Regions from separate parts of the Mus musculus genome. Here region 2 is linked to region 1. A link is a contact called in public HiChIP or PLAC-seq data. All regions are on one chromosome and are shown on one strand. The core of a region is the stretch at or near the end of the contact, and the rest is flanking DNA. Distances in the headings are between cores, read along the strand shown. Region 1 overlaps Gm39242 (a long non-coding RNA gene). Region 2 overlaps Gm51549 (a long non-coding RNA gene).

Region 1 (3,890 bases), core at 997-3,496:
GTGTGTGTGTGTGTGCTCGCGCGCGTGTGTGCATGTGAGGACGCCCTTGCTTGTTCATGGATGTGGATTTTGAACCCATAGACTCAGTTAACCTCAGACCAAAACTTCTGAAAAGTCAGGACTGAACATATGTAAGCTCTCTCCCAGACATCGCTGTTTTCTGTACTGTGTGGTGTAACGATGATGTTTTACTTAACATATACATTGTGTTAGGCATAAATCAATAAGTGAGAGTTGACCAAAAGTATCTGGGAGATGCACACACACTATGCACAGATAATAAATACAATATTAACACAATGAACTTGAGTTGCTTTGGATTTTGCTATTTTTAGGGATGAGGGGAGGCACACATATGCACATTACTAAGTGTGAACAAAATCATGACATCCCCCAAGCCAAGAGATGGCAGAATGACCTTTGTGGCCAGTGGTGGGTCAGAAAAGCCCCAAGCTTGTCTTGCTGGAAGCCGAAGATGCCCCCGAAGACATCCAGTCTACCAGGACCGTGAACTTCAATGACGGGACAGTAATTATCGTGACTAATTTGAAGATGATCAAAAGCAACCACCCTGTTTTTACACTAGCACTGTTGGTTTCTAAATACACAGTCTGTGAGTCAAAATTGAGCTTCAGTTTTGGCAGACTCTGGCTGCCAGTCTCCCTCAGTCCTTACCTGGCACAGCATCCTCCCTCCCCCTCCCCGCCCTTCCCAGCTGACATACTCTGCCTCCTACCCTAAAGTTTTTAGCCCAGGCCTGGTCTGGGCTTCCCGGTCTCCAGAATCTGACTCTTGTAAAACCATAGCCATTTTGGCTACTGATCCTTTTGGGGTTCTTGGCTTTTTGTTCTCTTGGCCCTTGGATTCTCTCTTCTCTCCCCCTTCCCCTCAGTCTCTCTCTCTCTCTTTCTGTTTCTAGGGCCCAGTTTAGTCTGGACTTTTCCTGACGTTTCTTGTCAGTGCTCTCCCTCATAGCTACAAAAAAAAAAACAAAAACAAAAAACAAAAAACAAAAAACAAAAAAAAAACAAAAAACAAAAAAACAAAAAAACAAAACAAAACCAAAACCCGAAAAAATCTTTCTTCTTAATCCAAACCAAGTGGAGCAATCATGTCTGTCTCCTTTCTTCCTTTCTTTCTTTCTTTCCTTCTTTCTTTCTTTCTTTTCTTTTCTTTCTTTCTTTCTTTCTTTCTTTCTTTCTTTCTTTCTTTCTTTCTTTCTTCTTTCTTTTAAATAAACTTATTCACTTTGGAAAACAAGTGGGGGATAGGGCTAAAGATAACGTAACATGCTCTTTAAATATACATTAACTTTCTTACTACGCTCCTTGGGTGTGGAGACTTGTTATTTTACATGTAGAGGAATTACAAATCATTCTATAGGGACATCAGGGCAGGGAATGCTGTTGCATATTAAGACTGCTGTTTGTGGATCCTTGCGAGGCTTTTCCTTAATGTGATGTAAAGGTTTGTAAGCTGTCATCTCTCTGCTTGTAGGCTGTGTTTTACATAAAATCCTTCAGCTTCATTGACGCCAACCTGGATGTCCTTATCATTGCTATTTACAGTCCTGGGGTAGTAGTGTTAAGCCCGAATGGCATTAATAAAATAATGAACCGCTAGAAATTTGGATGCTCGCAATCACTGGTACCACTCTTTTTTGACACAAATGGCCAGCCTTTCTGGAAATTTGTTTTGCTAAACCTTTTCTTCAAATTCTTCTCTTGCCCTTTGACCTTTAACTTCCTTTCCTTTCTTCCGGTGCCCTCGCTGGCTCCTGATGCACATCTTTTAATCTCCTCCCTCTTTTCTTTGCCTCCTTCCTGACTTCATTCTCCCAGTCCCTCACCTCTTCCTTCCCTTTGCCCTCTCCCTCCCCCTTTTTTCTCCGCTTCCCCTTCTCTTCTTGCCTCTCCGTTCTCTCCCCTCCCTCATCCTTTTTGCCCCTCCTCCCCCCTTTTTCTTCCCTTTCTCCTTCTCTTTTTTTGCTTCCTCCTTTTGGTCCCCCCCCCCTTTCTCTTGCCCCCCTGTTCCCTTTCTCTCTTTGTCATTTCTCTGTGTGAGACGCATTCTTCACAATACTCCATCTTCACTGCTCTGTAGTTAACTCTGGGATGATGGTGTGGAAATTGACCATTGCCTAGCAATCCCGTGTGCGGCTTCTGCCAGCGAACCTGCTCGGCCCAGTCACCCCCTTCCTAAGCTCCACAGCGCGCTCTGCCTTCCTCAGCCAGCGAGCAAGCACTTCCCAGCTCCCACTGTTTGTCGCAGTCCACCTCGACACTCCCGCATCTTCCCGGATGCTTCCTAGGGATCCTTTTGAAATTGTTGCTAGCCTTTTGTTCCAGGCGCGCTCTGAGCTCCTGGGTCAGGCAGCTCGCAGCCTCCCTGGGGCAGTGCTATGATGAATTTTGGCATGGCCAGGCTGTTTAACAACTCCATTGCAGAAGTGCCAGCTTCCTCCAAGACTGAAAGGAGCTGTGATGAGTTTTTCTTTTTTTACCCCCAAAGGCTCCACCAGGTTCCAAAAATACCAAAGATTCCCGCAGATCTCTAAATTATGTGGCAATTTTTTAGAGCCACACCTACCCACTAAAAGTGAATTTTTCTGTTGCAGGAAACACAGCTCCTCTGTGATCTTATTAGTCGAGGGCCGGGATGCTCCTGAGACACATGTTGTTGTAGTCAGTGATTTGTTATTTCAGATTTCAGGTCCTGTCCTTCTTCCCTCGTGAGTGATTATCAATCGCGTGTTTTTGCCTTTTTACAAGTCATAATTGCTATGAAAGATTCTGCCAATTAGTTTAATGTTTGTCTTTTCAGAAACGTTTAGAAGGTGTCCATACTGAGTATACATATTTTAAAAAAATTTTTTTTACTTTAGATTATTTGTGTGGGCGTTTTGCCTGCTTGTCCGTAAGTATACTACATCTGTACCTAGTGTCCTTAGAGACCAGAGAGAGGTTCCCTAGTGCTACAGTTACAGGCAGTGTGAGCTACCAAGTTGGGTGCTGGGAACTGAACCCAGACTCTCTGCAAGAGCAGTAAGTTCTCTTTACCATGGAGTTGTGCCTTTAGCCTCCATGATTCTCTTTTTTTGAGGGTTGAACCAGTTATTTTAGAACCAGTCTGTTTCTGCTTGCATGTGAAAAATTATTTAAATTAGGGTATGTGGCCATCCATTCATATCTGTGGCTTCTGTATTCGTGGGCTTCAACAGCATACAAAAAAATTAGGGAAAGAGTTGTATCTGCTATAGGCAGGTATAGACTGTTCTTGTCATAATTTTTGAAACAGTGCACTGCAGGATCTGTTCACACAGCAATCTACACATGAGTTAAATATACAGGGGGGTGGGCTGAGGGGGAACCTCGGTCTAAGGTAGAGAGCATATGTATGTATTGCCATTTTTGTTTACTTTTCCTCCCTCCCTCCCTCCCTGCTTCCCTCCCTCCCTTTCCCTTTTTTCCTTTTTTCTTTTTTTCCCTTTTTCCCCCTTTCCCCCTTTCCCCCCTTTTCCCTTTCCCTTTTCCTTTTCCTTCCTTCCTTTCTCTCTTTCTCTCTTTGTTCCTTTCTCTCTCCCTCTCTCTCTTAGACATAGTTTCTCTATGTAGCCCAGGCTGGCCTAGAATTCACAATGTAACTCAGAATGGCCTCCAACTCCCTGTTTTTCTCCTGCCTCAGCCTCCCAGTGCTGAGATTACAGGTCCTACTTATTTTGCTATTTAGAAGTTTATTTTTATAGTGCGTGTGCATGTGTGCATGTATGTGTGTGTGGGAGTATGTATATGTGTGTATATGTGTATGTGTGTGTGCATGTGTGTGTATGTGTGTATATGTATATATTTGTATGCATGTGCATGTGAGTATGTATGTGTGTACATGTGTAT
Region 2 (3,890 bases), core at 686-3,185, 560 kb after region 1:
GCCTACTTGCTGTCTTGCATGCATATAAAGTTAGTTAAAATGAGAGGATAGGTCCTCAGCTGATAGTGTCTAATAAGGGTCACTATCATTGCAAGAAGCCCCACCTATCTTCATGTGTAGGCAAAGCAGGAAATGTGACTAAATCTGGGGCTTGTAAGTCTCTGCTCTATTTAGGATTTGCTGATGCTGGAGGGGTTCCACCCACAGCCTGAGATTCGAGCCAAAGTGCATCCCAGAAGATGCTCACAGTTGCCCTTTGAGGCAGAGACACACGTGTTCACAGTAGAAAGTGAGGAAGAAAAGGAGGAGGAAGAGAGACAGAAGAGGAGGAGGAAGGAGAAGAGGAGGAGGAGGAGGGAATGATGGCCACTTTCTTCATCAGGACCACGGTGATGGACTGTTAGTTCCAGAGAGCCATTAGAAGCTTCCAGGTCGAAGGTAGAGACAGCTCCCGTTTGCACTTGAAGGGGAGTCTTCCACCCATAGGCTGGAGGCTGGCTTTATCCAGTTTCCAATGAAGGGCCAGTGAGTATGCCCATTTAAGGACGTCCTTCAGAGCGCTTTAGCTGGATTCCTATTTACCCATGACATATGCAACCGAGGAGTTCCCACTGAGGCACGGCACTTACCTCTCCCCCTTATTTTGTTCTTTTGGTTGGTTGGTTGGTTGGTTGGTTGGTTGGTCGGTTGGTTGGTTTGGTTTGGTTGGTTTGTTTTAAGATCTGAGTTTGTGGGATTCACTAAGAGACTTTATTTTTAGAACTCTGCCCAAAGGTGGGGGAGATAGATCAGCCAGCAGGAGCAGGGAGACCTGTGTGTAGATCTCCAGCGCATACGTAAACGTGAGGTAGGATGAAGGCTAGAGTCCAGGCAGTGAAGAGGCAGAGACAGAAGGATGTCTAGGCTTGCTGGCCAACCAGTCTCGCCAGTTCTGTAAGCTCCGGGTTCTGTGAGAGACCCTGCAACCCGTCTCAAAAAATAAGCGGGTAGGAGCACCCACAACCACAGTGGTCATTTGTCATTAGTGCTGTGCCCAGCTGTCATCACAGGAGTTCCTCACTACAGCCTCAGGTGGCTAGTACAGAGACCTATACCTGGTCAAAGTGAGACCATCAGCGATAGATTGCTCAGCCCCACTGGGGACAACTATAGCACTCAACACCAAGGCTCAGGGGACACTGAGGAAGAGGGCGTGGAAAGGATGTAAAAGCCAAGGAGAGGGAGATTTGCAGCAAAAGATGTCTTCTGCCCTGACGTCACCATATAGCTCGTGAATACACTGAAACTGGGGGGACCTGCACAACCTGTCCCTAAGTCACCACAGGAGGGGGAGGGGCACATAAGGCCTCACCCCTTTCCTAGCAGCTATTGGCAGTATCAGTTGTCGAGGAAAGAGTTATTTTCTTCAGTAGCAAACAGAGAAGCTGATCTTGCTCCAATGAATAGCCCCTCACTCGTGCCCGGGCAAGAATCTCTCATTCATTTAATGCATGGTCTCCACAGAGAGAGAACATGAGCAGAGGAAAGGGACTTAGCCAGAGGAGTGACAGTGGGACAGGAAGGGAGTAGGGGAGGAGAACGGGATGCAAATGACTAAAAAAATTCATCATATACATATATAAAACTGTCAAACGATGAAAATAATAATGCAAAAAAACATGCAAAAATAATAATAAAGTGGGAAATGGTTTAAAGAAGACACCCATTGTCAACCTCTGGCCTACACACACACACACACACACACACACACACATATACACACACACATGCAGCTCCGTACAAGTGGTTTTCTTCCATCTTTGCCTAGACAAGACCGTCCTGAGATCCAAAGCAACAATCGCCCCAGCACCAGGACAGTCTTGGCACTCTGTCCATATGTCCCTTGCTTTGGCCTTGAAGCCCCGCCCACTGTGTTTCCTGGGAGCTGACAGGCCTCACAGTCTGGAGACAACCGTTGCCAGCTTCCCCTTTTCAGGGCGCTTTAAGAAGTTCCCGTTTGGCTGTATTGGCCTGGCTTCCTTTGACTTTTCCGGGGGCACCTCCCGCCCTCCCAGTTCAAATCCTTTCTCGGATTCGCTATTGTTTGACTCCACGGTGCTTTTTGAATGTCAGAGCGAATTTGTGTTTCCAGTAAAGAAAGCACCTTTTTTTTTTTTTTTGCTTTGGGGGCCTGTTTTTAAAAATTGCATGGGATCTTAATTCCCGTGGAAAACTTAACTGTATCCCCAAGAAAAGGAACAAACAGGCAGAGAAAACCAGTGAGCGGGGCGGCCCCATGCCTTCACTCGCCCTGGCAGCCACACAATTGCATACAGCCAAGCTGACTAATGTTGACGTATCCAGGTTGGAAATGACAGGATATTGTGGAGGGCCAGTCACTTAATGAACCCCTGCGGGACCATCTTGGTTACTAACAATTTCTCTCTAACTCATGAGGCAGGGGAATCTCAAGCCCCCAGTGTTTCACTCCGTCACGTTCCCCCGCTGCCCCCTCTCCCCCCACCCCCGCCCTGCTCTGCACAAACAAACCAATTATGGCAACGGATATAAATTGGACCCCTTTTCTGAAAACGCTCCCTCAACCTTTTTTTGTCCGCCCTTCCTTCCTTGGCGCCAATCAGCTGGCTCACCAGGTGCACTGTGTGCCTGCACTCAGACTCAAACGCAAGTGCACACAAGTGTGTACGTGTGCACACTGCGGTGTGTATTCTGTACACAGCCTTCACTGATGTTTCTGCCCTTGGATTCAAGTTGGTTTTAGTCATCTATATATTCCTTTAATAATATTTTTCATGGAATACAACTTAAAAATCTTTTTTTTTAATTAGATATTTTCTTTATTTACATTTCAAATACTGTCCCTATACCCTTCCCCCGCCCTGCTCCCCTACTCACCCACTTCCACTTCTTGGCCCTGGCGTTCTCCTGTACTGGGGCATATAAAGTTATAGGGGCCTCTCTTCCCAATGATGACCGACGAGGCCATCTTCTGCTCCATAGCTGTCTTGTGTGAGGCTATGCCAGTGCCTGGCAAATACAGAAGTGGATGCTCACAGTCATTTATTGGATGGAACACAGGGCCCCCAGTGGAAGAGCTAGAGAAAGTACCCAAGGAGCTTAAATATCTTTTTACTGCCTTTTACACTTCAGCCAGCCCCGAAACTCTTTCCATCCTGTACCTTAGGGAGACCACTAGAATAATTCTCAGGCAGTGCCTGAGTAATTCATATTACTGCTAACTGTCCTCTGTCTTAGGTTTCTATTGATGATTAGCTTAGAGGTTCTGTAGAGAGACCCATCCATGTTTACACAAAGCTATTATAACACTGGGTTTACAAACTTTTGTAAGAATTAAGGCATAAGAAATTGCCCAGCTGTCATGCAAGCTGTAAGAAGATAAGGAAAATCATTTTACAGCCATGCTACTCAACACACTCACAGGCCATTTCTGTCCAAGGAACTCTTTGTTAGAAATCCTCAGCAAGTTAGGAAACTCAGCGTAGGCATTTTGAAACACACTCACGGGAGATAAAGATATAAGCCTGTGTTAGCATGCTTTTCCTGTGTACTGAGGGGTCCAAGGTTTGAGGCTCAGGACCCTCCCTGAAAAAGAAGTATAGAAACTTTTCTATCAATCCACTGATACACTCTTCAAATGTTTTCCTTTTCTTTGTGTCTTTGGGGGGTTATGTGTACACATGTACATAGGCATTATGTGTGTGTGTGCACACATCTGTGTGTGTATGCACATATCTGTGTGTGTATGTGTTGTATGTGTGTGCACACATCTGTGTGTGTACACACATCTGTGTGTGTATGTGTGTGTTCACATCTCTGTGTGTGTACATCTGTGTGTGTGTGCGCGCGCACGCACATCTGTGTGTGTATGT

What was found. HiChIP or PLAC-seq counts read pairs in DNA pulled down with a chosen protein or histone mark.
Region 2: a contact with region 1 is called in an H3K4me3 HiChIP or PLAC-seq map of embryonic midbrain, with 4 times the contacts expected there. The contact joins two enhancer-like sites. A contact is called at or near these places in 1 of 484 Hi-C or Micro-C datasets (palatal mesenchyme), 5 of 115 datasets of contacts at active chromatin or transcription factors (craniofacial prominence, differentiating embryonic stem cells, embryonic midbrain and 1 more) and 1 of 9 other capture datasets (embryonic stem cells).

Annotation. Positions count from the first base shown.
Region 1 is chr8:107,822,520-107,826,409 of GRCm38.p6, forward strand. The region is part of intron 2 of Gm39242 (a long non-coding RNA gene); the gene reads right to left. Gm42040 (a long non-coding RNA gene) reads left to right here. Exons shown (of 3, transcript XR_879157.1): 3 at 336-771. Among named protein-coding and RNA genes, the nearest start is that of Gm39242, 9.9 kb to the right of the region's middle. Within about 2 kb of position 2,247, at least 43 of the 459 cell types and tissues checked have an H3K27ac peak or open chromatin away from gene starts, as enhancers often do.
Region 2 is chr8:108,385,421-108,389,310 of GRCm38.p6, forward strand. All of the region lies in intron 1 of Gm51549 (a long non-coding RNA gene), which reads right to left. It also overlaps a transcript of Zfhx3 not described here. Among named protein-coding and RNA genes, the nearest start is that of Gm51549, 6.6 kb to the right of the region's middle. Within about 2 kb of position 1,936, at least 57 of the 459 cell types and tissues checked have an H3K27ac peak or open chromatin away from gene starts, as enhancers often do.